Linked DNA regions of Mus musculus: region 2 is linked to region 1. The links are chromatin contacts, called in public promoter capture Hi-C maps. All regions are on one chromosome and are shown on one strand. The core of a region is the stretch at or near the end of the contact, and the rest is flanking DNA. Distances in the headings are between cores, read along the strand shown. Region 1 overlaps Smarca2 (SWI/SNF related, matrix associated, actin dependent regulator of chromatin, subfamily a, member 2). Region 2 overlaps Smarca2 (SWI/SNF related, matrix associated, actin dependent regulator of chromatin, subfamily a, member 2).

What was found. Capture Hi-C pulls out chosen DNA fragments and counts their contacts.
Region 2: a contact with region 1 is called in a promoter capture Hi-C map of pancreatic islet. A contact is called at or near these places in 3 of 9 other capture datasets (adipose tissue, liver and pancreatic islet).

Annotation. Positions count from the first base shown.
Region 1 is chr19:26,652,646-26,659,751 of GRCm38.p6, reverse strand. It overlaps Smarca2 (SWI/SNF related, matrix associated, actin dependent regulator of chromatin, subfamily a, member 2), which reads right to left. Exons shown (of 33, transcript NM_011416.2): 9 at 5,241-5,411. Among named protein-coding and RNA genes, the nearest start is that of Gm20616, 33 kb to the right of the region's middle.
Region 2 is chr19:26,749,266-26,756,371 of GRCm38.p6, reverse strand. Smarca2 (SWI/SNF related, matrix associated, actin dependent regulator of chromatin, subfamily a, member 2) reads right to left here. Exons shown (of 33, transcript NM_011416.2): 28 at 4,331-4,548. Among named protein-coding and RNA genes, the nearest start is that of Gm46648, 71 kb to the left of the region's middle.

The DNA.
Region 1 (7,106 bases), core at 1,957-4,456:
TCTTCCTTCTAACAGGAATGAAGACCGGGTAAATACAGGGGAGAGAGCTGGTCTAGACCATGAAACTACATAGTTGGAAAGAGAAGGACAAAAGGCCCTGAGGACAGACACAGAGTGTAAAAGAACATACACTGCATAGAAACACAAGGGGGTTGGGGGGCCAAGCAAGGAGAAGAATGGCAGGAGAAAAGCAGGGACCAGGGAGAAACAAGACCAAATCTCGCATGAGAAACACCATAAGTCTAATGTTCCATCCATCAGTAAACAATAAAACAAGATAAGCCAAGCCCGCCATGAAAGTGCCACCTGGCAGTGCTGTGCATGGGCTAAGCGCACGCCCATTAATCTCATGGGCTTCCAAGACACATCAAAAGCCTACACCCAACCATGCATTTCCACCAGTATACATCTTGAGAGGCTGGAGGGATGGCTTTATATTTCATTCTCGCTAGCCATCAAATAGTTCTAGATGCTGAAGCAAGACAACTAGACTAAGCGCCCTGAGCCTCTGGCAAGAGCTCCTAGCCACAGCTTTCGCAAACACCACGCCTAAAGCACCAGGAGAAATTATCACCAGAAAGCTGAAAACCCCCTCTGTGGGGGCTGCTGGTAAGCCTCTTGGTAAGCAGGGGCTACCAAAATAATAAATCCCCACTTCCTTTCTACATGTCCTGACAGCCAAAGACCCTACCAATGCCCTTAGAAGATTTCCTCTTACACACAACCGAACCTCAGTTAGGGGGAAAAAAAATTAGCTGGCCCTGCTGGTCCCTGCTGGCAATCCTAGCACTTAGGAGTTAAAAATCAACACCATTCCTGGTTATCTCAAGGCCAGCCTGGACCACATGTGACCTTGTTTTTTTTTTTTTTTTTAAAAAAAGACGATAAACAGAAAAAGAAATAAATGATCAATGTATCCAACATTAGGAAATACACAATCAAGATAAAAACGGACTTTAAAAAGTGTGTGTGTCTGTGTGCCACAGCACACATGTGGAGGTCAGAGGACAATCTACAGGAACCAGTTCTCTCCTTCCACCATGTGGATGCTGGATATCAAACTTGGGTCAGTCTTCCCGCTCGGAGGCAAGGGCCTTAACCTGCTGAGCCATCCCCCGAGCCTTGTTTTCAAAATCAAACAATCAGATGGAGAAACCACGAGTATTTCAACATCTTTCTACCCATTTATCACAAAATTTCTTGATGTAGCAACTAACATTTACCGAGTATTACTGTGTGCCAGCGAGTACTCCAAATGCTTTGGATAAAGTTACTACGTAACCCTGACATCAGACCTGGAGGGCAGAAAGTGTTTCCAGCCCTTTGTCCTGCTTAGCTTTGATTGACTACTTGACATAACTTAACTGGGAGGAGGGAGCCTCAGTTGAGGGACTGTGCAGACCAGTCTGAGGCCACTATCTGTGAGACACTTTCTTGACTGATGTGGGAAGGCCTAGCCTGCTGCAGGAGCTGCCATCCCGAGGCAGGTGGGACTGGGCTATGTAAGCAAGCTGGCTGAGTGTGAGCCAATGAATGTGAGGGCAGGCGTCCCTCCTCAGTCTGTGCCTCCAGTCTCACGCTTAGAGTGTCTGCCCTAATTTCCTTCAATGGTGGAGTGTCACCTGGATGTGTAAGCTGAAAGAACCCTTCCCTCCCCTAAGCTATATTTGCTCATGTATTTGGTGTTCATCACAGCAACAGGAATCAAACCAGAACGGACCCCTTCAGTGGATAAGGGACAGAACACTCTATAATACATCTTTTAATGACACACCCTATAAGAGACTGATGGCAAATTAGTATGCAAATCTTATCTTATGCAGCTCTGACTGTTAAAGGCTGCATGTTATCACGACGAGGATAGTCCTATGTGCAAACCTGTTCGTATAAGCTTGTTGGTTTTATCTGGCCACCCCTTCCCCTCCCCCACTCTGTAGCCACTTGTAGACATCTGAGAACATCTTGGTGGGACAGAAAGATCAAGGTCATACTGAATACTCGAGGCAGCCTTCACCCTGAAACACGGGGCTTGCCTTCACTTAACACACTAGTTCCATATTTAAAACTTATTCCTCCTCTGACCTGTAAGTACAGACACAGGCTTGACTTTTTTCCTCTTCCATTTCAAGGCCAGTGAAGAAAGACCAGGCTAAGAATGAGAAGATTCTTAGTAATTTATAAAGATGCATTGCAGAGAAGTGCACCAAATGGGGAAGAGAATTGAATTAACAAGGCCAAGACAGGTTACAGGAACCAACCCTACTATTCCCGGGCGACACTAAACAACACATTCTCCAAGAACAGCAAAGGCTCTGTTATGCCGGGTGATTAAAATAGAAAAAATAGAAGGAAAAAAAAAAAAAAACAACTCTCTATTAGTTTAACCCTGAAAGTAGAGTAATCTTTACCCAATCAAGCCTCAAGGCCATGGATGCTCTCCTTTCTTTGCCTACATCTTTACTGCAACCAGCTCAGGGCTATTATTTCACTGAGTAATGAAGGTTTTCTTGAAATAAGGAATGCACTGATGCCTTCATTTTCAAGACTGTACACAGGGACAGTATTATCTGAGGCTATGGGGAAAACACTGTCGGGGTGGGGGTGCACAGTCTGCAGCTTACAATGGGGAGACACTTGGGGCCTACAGTCTGCAGCTTATAGTGGGAAGACGCTGGCTGGGGCACAGTCTGCAGCATAAAGCACTGATATTCCCTCCACCTCAGAGAAGCTGGAACAGGTGACTCTCAATCATTCCCAGTGATGGAGGGGGGAACTACAGGTAGCACCAAGGGCCAAATAATCAGCTCTTAAATGTATCGCCTTCCTTGGTAGTTCAATAAAGAAACATCTGGAACTGGCTACTTTATGCTGAGTGGTCTTAAAGCCCAGTGAAAGAAACAGAGTCCAGGAAGGATGAGGAAGAGCCTGCCTCTACTTATTCTTTCCCTTCCCTTCCCTTCTCTTCCCTCCCCTCCCTTCCCCTCCCCTCCCCTCCCTTCCCCTTCCCTTCCCTCTTTCCTTTCCACTTATGCATCCCACTTCCCTTGGAGTGATGGTTTAGAAAGGAAACAAAGTCCCACCTCCTTCCTTAGTCTCACTAAAAGGCAAGGAGTATTGGGTGCTGGCTGTCCTAAGAGCATACACGTAGGTGGCTGGAAATAACCATTCTTCACATTGATCATGGAACAGACATCAGGAGGGTGCTCAGAGCTCTCTGTGGACAACTACTGCTCTGCTATCAAGATATTTCTCTGCTGCCAGGTAACCGGGCCTCACCTCCTGCTGGACTTCCAGTTTTCCTTATCATTCACCACAGCTAAAGTTATTACTTTAGGTACATGTTTAATTAACGTCTGCATCGCTTCTCTCTTCGCTAGCACACTCCCGAGGCTCCTAAGTGCCGGTAAATGGCCCCATGCAATAGAAAGGAGGACTATGTGCAAGGAGCACACCATCCCATCTGTAGGTCTGACAGAACAAGCAGAACCCTGAGAAAAATGGCAACAGAGCCCTGCCCTGCACAGAGCAAAGCAAAGATGCAGGCATCACTGTCAACAGGCCATCATTGCTTTCTTTGCCTGTGGTGACATGACTATCTGATTCCACAGCAGGAATCTATTAATTATAAACTAGAAGCTCCAATCTGGGCCATTAGCTTTTAATCACAAGGAGATAGAAGGAACTCTAATGCTGAAGGCACTCACTAACAGTGACAACCTCTGCCGAACACAGCCCCAGACCCGGGAACACTGGAACTGTCCTGGGATGAGGGTCTGCGTATGGAACACCCTGGCACTGTATCTCTTTGCCTATGTACCCTTTTGCCGGCTCTGAAAGTTCTCCTTCAAAATCATGAGTTGGGAGCTGGAGTTCTGCAAGGTCTATAACACTACACTTGACAAGAAAATGAGATCCTCCTCAGCAACAAAAACGGCTAAATCCAAACGCAGAGTCATCCCTCCCCCAGCTTCACAATAAGATGAGCTATCACATACGAAAAAAATCAGGTACAAGAAGGCTCCTTCTCCATCACACATTCCTCCCTCTTAATTATAAAACAGGTATGAGAATTCGCAAGCCATGAAATTATTTTTTTTTCTGAAAAAAAAAAAAAAAAAAACCACTCCGTTCAATTATTCAGTGCGGAGAGTGAATGATTAAATGCTCCCAACCCTCCATTTTCACAGTTCTAATGAACGTTTTCTGTGGATGTTTGTACCTGGCCTAATCAGACGTGCTTAGGAAAACAAACGCAGCCGCCTGTGCCTCAGTATCCACCACCAGGCAAAGGTTCCAGGAGACCCAAGTCTCGGGAGACCAAAATCTGAAGATGCGCAGGTTTCTTGGGCAAATGTCACAGCGTCCCCCCGTGACCTCCCTGTGTTCTCCCGCATACGTTAGTTACCTCGAGATCCCTTAAGCCATGCATGCAACCTAAATGCCCTGTCGTTAGGCCACCTGGAATGCAGCACCAGGAAAGTGCCTGCGCATTGTCAACACAGAGAATACATCTTTCATTTAGGACGCTGAACCCTCTATCTGTGGGGTGCTGACTGGACATTCCAAAGTCCAAGGAAATCCAGATTTTTCTGTCCCATGTTCAGCAACTTATTGAATGGAGACATGGTATCTCTAGGGCAGAGATGCTCCGTTTTGTCCTTTGACTTCTTATGATAAGTAGGCTTTATTTGACACAAGATTGGTTTTTGTCCCTCCATAACTGGTAAAACTTGTATTAATACACTTAACTTACTGTGTGACACCAGGACAGGAGAACTGAATGACAACACCCATCATTTTCATCTGTCCAAACAGACTAAAATATCTGTCCAGAGCATCCCAAGGATTTCTTGTCTGTCTTTCCTTAGCCTGCTCTTGTCGGTACACTGCATTTCTTGTTTAATTTTCACTCCATTTTCTTAACTCAGTCGTCCCGGTCACACTGGCATGAAACCTATATAGATGCTTATTTGTGCCTGTATTCCTTTTTCTCTTCGTGTCTGTGTATACTTGGTTTGAAATATCACAATGCATTGAACAGCAGAAATGCAGACTATGCCCTACCTCATTGCAATAATCTCTTTATAATACATCTCTTTATAATAATCTCTTGTCTCTAATACATTATCTACTTTTACACCATACTAATCTAGACATCAGCAATAGACACCCTCCCGTTAGTCAGAACTGGCTTTTTATCAGAGAACAGTATTCATCTAAAACCAGTCTTTGGAGCTCACCTTCTTCCTCCTCCTCCTCTTCTTCTTCTCTTTGGCTGCTTGGGCCTGCTTGTGCTCCCACACCAGGTTGGTCAGATTGGCGACATACTCATCGGTCTGCTGCAATAGGTAGGCGAGACGTCTGTCTTTCTTTTGGTCAATAAGCTTCCTGTAGCCCTCTTCATCTTCGGCCTGATTGGGAAGAGGAGGACAACAGCATGATGACCGATGCTCACAGCTGCACCGCACATGCCTCTCTCTGGCCACAACCTGAATATGGTAGCGTCTGGAGACAACAGACCATGAGCCAAGCTGCAAGAGCTACCAGTGGCACCTGCAACGTGGCAAATATAGATGAGCAACACACCTTGGGCCCGTGACTCTAAAGTCTGTAGCACAATTATTGCACAAAGACCTGCTAGTGTGTTTGATACGACTAAGCCCCACTGGGTGTGTGATATGACTAAGCCCCACTGGGTGTGTGATATAACTAAGCACTTTGGGTTCCCCCCTCCATCTTCTGTGCTTCTTGAACTGTTCAGAATTAATGCAAAAATTGAAGCACTGAGTCACAAGCCTCTGTGACTGGAGATGACAGTCACTTAGCTCCTGAAATCTGGTACTCTTGAGTACTAAAACAAACCCCATTACTTCCACCTCAACCTCCCATTAAGCAATATCATGAGATCAAATGGAAGAAAACTCTTGATGTCCTCTGAGCCGCCTAGAGAGCAACATCTTTTAAACACGTCCCAATGAGAGAACATCCCAAAGTATTTTTTCTAGGATGCCTGAATAAAAAGGAGAACACCCAATAGTCTCTAAGAGGTAGCACTATCCCAGAAGAGCTTGGAGACTCAGCTGTGGGGTGTCAGTCCAGCACATGCGGGAGCGGCAGCGGCTTCATCACTCAGTGTAGCTGCTGTCTGCGCCATGAATGAGCGTGAACTCAAATGCTATTATAACTCTAATTGCTTTTGGCTATGGTTGATCTCACTTGAAGAAAGAGTGATAAAAAACTTCAGTTTCTCTATTATCTGTATATTCCATCATTTAATTGCAAAAATTAATGATTTGCAAATGCCTAATCATTAGTGTCAAACCAATCTGTTGCCGGAGTTCTAATACAGTTTTCCTTCAGCTGAATCAGACAAATTTGCCTGTTGACTGCTCTGTTTCCTGCACAAGAGTGCCCCCCTCACTAGGGAAAGGACCTGACAGTATTCTCCAATACAGAAATGAGAAAAAGGATGGGAAATAGTAAGACTTTGGAATACCTCAAATGGTGCTTACTGTCTGGAACCCCTGAATTAATGAAATAAAACATCAACTAGGATCCTGACAAGAAAGAGAGTGTCTTTAGAATTTCTAGAACTGTATTTATGAGTGAGGTTTATTCTTACCCACTAAGAAATTCTGTTTCACACAGAGCTTTGGATAGCTTATCACCTTTACATATTTGTTGTTTTTCTAAATTGCATGGTTTGCTTTGTCCAATTCCAGAAACAAATGGTCAATAAAACACAACACTCATGCCAGTGATGTTAACCCACTTGTTTTGCATCTGTATATCCACTAAAAACAAACTGCAAAAGGAATGGTGCCAAACATGCCTTGGGTCAACAGAGATGGCACCCAAAAACCTTTCAAATCAACTTAAAAGTCAGTTTTAACATTCAAGAGTAACTTAGTAAATTTACACAATTATTAAAATTATGAATGTCAAGTTGGGGGAGGGGAGAGAATGAATATGAATCTTGGATTCAAAGACCTGACCTTGTGATCTAGCCATTCAAAAAAATCTTAGCCACTGTACTGACTTGTTTTGTGTCAACTTGACACAGCTGGAGTTATCACAGAGAAAGGAGCTTCAGTTGAGGAAAGGCC
Region 2 (7,106 bases), core at 1,547-4,046, 97 kb before region 1:
AGTCGGGGAACTTCCGTGTAGGATGCTCAAACAGTAAAGCTTACTTAGCTTAAGTCTACACTTGGCAGTTTTTGAGAAAAGATACTTATGGTTTATGTCATGTGTCCAACATCAGCTGGCTCTGTGTCAAAGATGCCAGAGAAAGCAAAGTGACCCTTGAGCCACGTGCACAAAGCTCTGGTGTCCAGATCAAACAACTGAACTACCTCATACCATTGGAGCACAGCGGGAATTCTTGTGGGCAAGGTTCAAATGGGCAGTACAAGAGCAGAATATGCCCGGGGAGGGTCTAAGTGTCACTCAGAGAACAAAGGGGGATGTTTCTACCTGAAGAAGGTGGCCCTGGGCTGGGGATGCCCATTTAGAACTATTTTCAAAGGACATCTCTTGAAACAAGACTGGATTCATTCTCTGACTAGTTTGTAGACTAGCTAAAAATCAGTGGAAAGGATTTCAATGTGGGAAAGAACAACCATATCGAAGACAGTCTTGCAGCGTCAAGAAGTTCCTCCAGAAACCATGCCCTAATGTGGGATCCACATCCACAGGCTGGAGGACTTTCTGTCACCAGGGCTGCTGCTGCACCTGAGTCACAGGACACCACACCAGGCAGAGCCAAAGCCCAGAACCTCTGCCTTTAAGGCTGTCTCTAGGAACCTTTTCCTGAGACCTAGAAGACTTGCAGGGTAGGTCTCCACCTATTCCCCATGGCATCTCATGGCGATTTTAAAGAGTACAGGTGCAACAGAGGAGGAATCCTTTACAAAGAAACGGAGTGCCTCGGGTTAAATATTATAGAAGGTGAGAGGGTGGTTAACAGCCTTCAAAACAAGCAGAGAACAAAACATGTCCACGAAGTCAAAACAAAGTATGGCTTGAGATAAAGTTTTCTATCTGGGACAAATAACATGGTAGGAACTAGTAGCCGTAGTCCTGTACTGCCTAATAGCCATTGGTTCGTGAATCACACAATGTGATCGGCTCTTCCGGGTCACATTTTAAAACCGTATCATGCTTTAAAATATAAAGCAGTAAATATACACAAATTATCTTAAGTCTTTATGGAAATATCAAGCCACATCTGTCCCCGAATCGTGCAAGGATTTTTAAACAACTGCTCCTGAGGGCTTATTCTTCTTATCTATCTGTTAAGTAGAGATGGAGGTCTGACTTAATCTACTCTTCAGCTACACAGCCATTGGAACCCGACTAACACTGGACGGGCATGTTAGATGGGGTTTCGTACAGGTGGCCCTCCTTCTTTAAGTAGGCTGAGTTACTGTATTAATAACTGACGCTAATGCTGGAGGAACCTCAACACAGCAAGATGTACATCCTTCCAGTAGCTTTTTTTTTTCTCTAAAATGAACCAAAAATACAACACTGTATCTAATTAAGGCCCTCCTAATTTGAGCACCTCCTACTTGAGAACCAAGTTTGGTAAGAGAAATACAAAATATAAATAGAGTCCATTGCTTTTTCTAGAGGACCACTAACATGAAATATACATGAAGCATGCAGCGGTACGAGGTTCAGCACATGATCTCTCCAGAAAGTACCTAAAAACACAGGGAGAGTCAGAGTCTTAAGAGGGAGCTTTTTAAGGAGAACTCAATAAGCAAAGAAAGCAAGCAAGCCAGGAAGAGGAAGAGCCACTCGATACCTGGGTGCTGAAATATTTAAATAGCCCTTGCCTACAGTACAACTAGAGACATGCTCACTAGTCAGTTCCGGTGAAACTGCATTTTCTGTTTCTGGAATGAAAACCATGGAAACCGGCATCGGCAAGGACACTCTCTTCAGAGGTCCCTTCACCTGCTGGATGAACTGTAAACAGTCTCAAAGTTGGACTATTAATCATTAAACTATTTAAAGAATCTGGGGTTATATTAATTGCTTAGGACAACAATTCCACAGGCTGGGGGGTTGGGGGTGGGGAGCAGGAATTATTCCACTGTGTGCACTGGGAAACTGAGGGTCAGGCAGGTAAGTGAACACCAGATTCAAATGTAAGCCGCTGAGGCTAGACTAGGAAGAGCTTGTGCCCTGAGCCCCTAGGCTCTGCCTCCCCAGGCACACTTGGGAATGGGCTCTGAGGGCGTCTGTTGTGGTTTTGTTCACCAGGTTGATACAAATGCAGCCAGTAGGCGATGTACACAAGCCACCTGAAGTCGGTCAACAGCCAGCAACTCATACTCCATATTGGTGGTAGGGAAGGCAACAGCTGAGACCACCTGTGAGGTGTCAGGTAAAGAGAGCAGCCATTTCCGCCCTCCTGTGGAGCTCCCGCTGGGGGAAACTCAGGCAGAAACCTGCCAGATTTTTAAGTTTTTCTAAAGGGGGGGAGTCAAGAAATAGAAACATCTCTCTCTCTCTCTCTCTCTCTCTCTCTCTCTCTCTCTCACACACACACACACACACACACACACACACACAAATACTGTAAAGCCAAATAAAACAATCTACTGGTAACATGAGACCCACGAGATGCTGACCCTTCCGCTGATTAAGGAAGCTGAAATGACAGCCACTATTCAAAGACACCCCCTCCCGCCTTTTAAGTCCCCACAGGCTCACTCAGCCCCACTCCGGTGTTCCAGCAAACCCAGATTGAATCAGCAAGCGATGGATGTGATCATCAAAGGCCTGCCAAAGACCAGGGCACACCTGGTCAGAGAAACAGATGGTGTGCTCTCCTGACACAAAGGCAAAACCAAAAAAGTCAGAGGTAGAGCAGAGTCAATTTCCTCGCACCAGAGGCTGATGTGGGGTGTAATGATTCAGCTTCCCCCTGTGGGAAGGCAACAGGTGGAGGAGGAAGTCGGGGTGACTAGAAACTGCAGTTACTAACTCTTGGTTTGAAAAAAAAAAATTCTCACGCTTACTCCAGACCAAGAGTGGACTTGGGGTTTGGGTTGAGTTTGCCCTCTGTGGAGTGTCACTGAGAGGCCAATCCACACTCAGGAGGAGGAGGTGGGGTGCCTTTGGTGGCCACTTGACAGTATTTAAAAGAAGTGTGCTTGCTTGCTTGCTTCCTTTCTTTCTTTCTTTCTTTCTTTCTTTCTTTCTTTCTTTCTTTCTTTCTTTCTTTCAAAAAGAAAATAACGAAGCTAGTGAGGACTGGAGTTACAAGTCTTGATGAGTCAGGAGACACAAGAAATTCTGACCGCTCAATGAACCTTTCTCCTCCTGTCCCCTTTACTGGTTTGGAAAATATCACACGAGCTAGAAAGGCTTAAGAGAGAAATTCCTGGTGGAAAGTTTCTACTTTTCCTGCCACTTAATCTTTCGAACAATTCCTCCCTGCCTGCCATGTAATACGTCAAAGCTAGGAGGAAAAACCCAAGTCGCAAGCAATGTAGCTGCCCACTTTCAGTTAGTTCAGCGTCGGACAGGACAACAGGAGTTCCCGGGGCTAAGGCACCGTCTCTAACAGCTGGTCTCTATGACCACGCAACTCTGACAGCTGACCTCTATGATCACGCAACTCAGACAGCAGAAATATCTGTTTCCTATCTGCTTTCCATGGAAACAAGAGATGGCTTCCAAAGCAAAATAACATTGCATCAAATGCAAACCGCATTGCATCAAGGGGAAATCAAAGCAGGAAACCCCAAGTCAACCATCTCCAATGCAATCAGACTAGCTAAGCAGTAGAGCATTGACTGAGAAACTCAAGCGTCTTGGCCTCAGTTTCCAAATACTCATCCGTTTATTTAAAGCGATCTTGTCTGTGTGCAGCACCGCCTCCTTATTGGTCACACCGAAAAAGCCCACGAGAAAGGGGGTGAATTTGCTGAAATATCACGCTGAATACATATAGCGGTGATGTAAGAGAGACCACAGCTGATAGAAAGGCTCAACACTCCCAAGTATTAGGAGGAGGGAAGCCCGACAATTTTGTGGAGGGATCTGGTTTTGAACAGGGTCCTGCACATAAAAGATTTAGCTTAAATATGACTGCAGTTCCTTCCTTCTGACAAGTCAACCTCTAATAGTAATAATAATAATAAACAATAATAAATAATTTCATCCCATCGTCCCAACACCTCTCTCCTCAGAGCTCCTGAAGAATCCTTTTCTGGAATAGGCGTCTTTAAAAAGTCATCGAATCTCACTTCCCACCATCTTAGACAACACACCGGGAACCGTCATACAAAATAACAATCACAATCACGGCCGTTTCACAACCTAGGAGGCAGCTTGTACCTTCCAAGACAAGGCTATAGAATGCAAATTAGAAAGAAGGCCATGACGTAACCCAAGTGCACATCCTCTCAAGTCCTAACCGCTCAAGGACTTGCTGGAGAGGAAGGAGCCAGGGGCTCACCTGTCTTTGTAGTTTATCACAGTATCAATGATGGCGTTCATCTGCTTCGTTAGTTTTGGGGGATTTGGTGACAACTTCTCAGCCGGAGGGCGGCCTCTTCTTTTCTTCGCTTTTTCCACATCTTCCTTCACGGGGTCTTTATCCACATTTCTTCGTCTTTTTCTCTTCTTAAGCCGTACCTCCTCTTCCATTTCTTCCAAATTGCCGTCTTCGATGGCCTGTAAACAGGAAAGAAAGGAGGAAAGAAAAAATCCAAGTAAGGAAAATAACCAAGGCAAACATATCCAGACCTTTACAATAAGGGGTATAGCTACATATAGCTTGAATAATTAGAATAATCAAAATAAAATGGAACTAGCAAAGTAAAACTAAAAGCTAACAGTCATCAACGAAGGAGAAAGAAAAAGGCACCACCATATTGGATGAAATTCACCTTTAACCTCAGTCTATTCTGTAAGGCCGAAAGCACTGATAATAAACAGGTGACGGACATTAAAGCATCGATACATTCAAGTGCTTGAAAATGACTGAATGCACATAAAATGTATCTTAGTATAAGCAAAATACTCTAAAGATGTCATTACTGTAAGGACGGTAATGATGAACAAAAAAGCCAGGAGCGCGTGAAGAATATGGAATAACCCCCTAAGACATCAATGCAGTCACACACGCTCTGACCTTTACGGTTTTACATCAGTTTACTCATGATTCACAACATAAGTCAACAATTCCATCCAGATTTTTGTTCTAACACAGAAATTAGTAAACAAGGGAGCAGAAGGGAGTAGGAGCCACATTCCCTGGTAGACGGAATGAAATCACCCGATAGAGAACACACACACACACACACACTCACAAACAGCAAAACACTTTTTTTCCAATTACCTGCAAACGCTTGCTTTAAACCAGAGCCAGCCGCACTAATGCAGAAAGATAATAAAAGCGCTATAAAAACAGACAGGTATGAAGAAGACCTGTTCAGAAAAGGCTCAAAGATCCATGTGACAGGACCCACAAGTTCAAACTTTTCTTTTATCCTGGTAAGTCTCTGAACTTATAAGAAAAATTAAGAGAGGAACAAAAAAGGAAAAAAAAAAAAAAAAAAAAGGAAAAAAGAAAAAAAAACAGACAAAAGGAAATCTGACGATGGAAAAGAAATTTTCTTTAAAAAGAAAGAATCTAAAAATTCTATCTTTTTTTTTTTTTTCTTCCTGAGATTGCTTTCTCACACAAATGACTGGTGTTGCTCCTCAGGCTCTCGATATTGCCTCCAGTATGTAAATGCTAATCAATCCTCTCCTAGCTGAAAGAGCTCTAATCATAAGGCAATTACCTTCATTTCTCCACAGCACCAAACATGGCTAATATTTATGATCATGTGAATATAACAATCAATATAAAGAGTGATTACAGCTCAGACATAATTTCTTTCACTTATGTACAATGCCTCCTGAAAAAAGAAAGGTTTTATGAAGAAAACCTGCTACAGTAACACAAAACAACCTGGCATGTTAAAAATGCCAATGGGATTTTAAAAAAAAACAAAAAACAAAAAAACAAAAAAAACCACAAAAACTGTTTCCAATGCACTCTGCAATGTGCCAATCCATAGAAGCAACATGCACACACACAGGCCCCTAAGGGACAGCTTGAGCCCAGGCCTTAATAATCAAAAGACAATCTCCATCACAATCCTACAGTGTTCAGAAAACCACTATGAAAGAGGCGAGACCTGATGAGTTATGAAGAAAAAGGAGAAAGGAAGAAAAAAAAAAGAAGAAGAAGAAGACGCTCCCCGTTATTCCATTAATATTCATTCGCCTAAAAGCAGGACACCCACTATACAGCTAAACACAGTGCAGCTAAGCAAAGATAAGAGAAAGAAATGGTCCCGCATTATCTTGGAGGCTGAACATGCTAATCATAAATACAGCACGCAAGCCTGTCAACAGTTAATGGTACAGCCCTCTCCTCCAGCACCCAGTTGCACACAGAAAGACGGAGACCAGCGGCTTTTGATGTGTTACACACCTACACATGCCTGGGATGTAGTTCTACTGAATCTTCAAGACGGCAACGAAAAAGGATATTTACCTTACCACTATCAGCAGGCCGGCTATCGGAAATCACAGTTAGTGGGGATAAAATTAACAAGCCGGCAAAGCAGCGAGCTGCTAGTCTCTTCATCAGCTGATCAGGAAAAAAAAGAGAGCTGGGAAAGGCTATGTTTTCATATACAAGTAATTTTATTTTACTGAAAATTTAATACTGGAAGGGTTGTGGATACTCAAATCTGCTGTTTCATTCTACCTACGACCAGGCCCCAAGCCTTCCTCCTCCAGCCTGTTTTAATATTGACAACTACTTATCATATTGTTCCCCCCTTATTATTCCAGGCAGCAGAATTAGAGATTTTTAGCTCAGGTGGTTGCTGAATCTTGCTTGCATTTTTAACAATTAAGCCAATAAGAAAACAAATGAATATTCAAATGTATTTTTTAAAGATTAAAGCAAAGATTTTTTGTTGTTGTTGTATTTTATGCTTCATCTTAGTCTTTTTTTTTTTCCCCTGAAAAGATATGCTGCATGGTTTTGGAGCAGTCTAAAACGATTTTAACACAGAAGAAAAACACCCGCGCCCTCCCCCGCCCCCGCACCCCCCCCCCCAGATGCATGTAAGTAAAAGCAATGTGTATGTTCTCAGGTTCCTGTATTTTAATACAGTGTTATTTTTTCTCTATAAAAAAAAATCTCAAATAACTGTGATACTTCACTT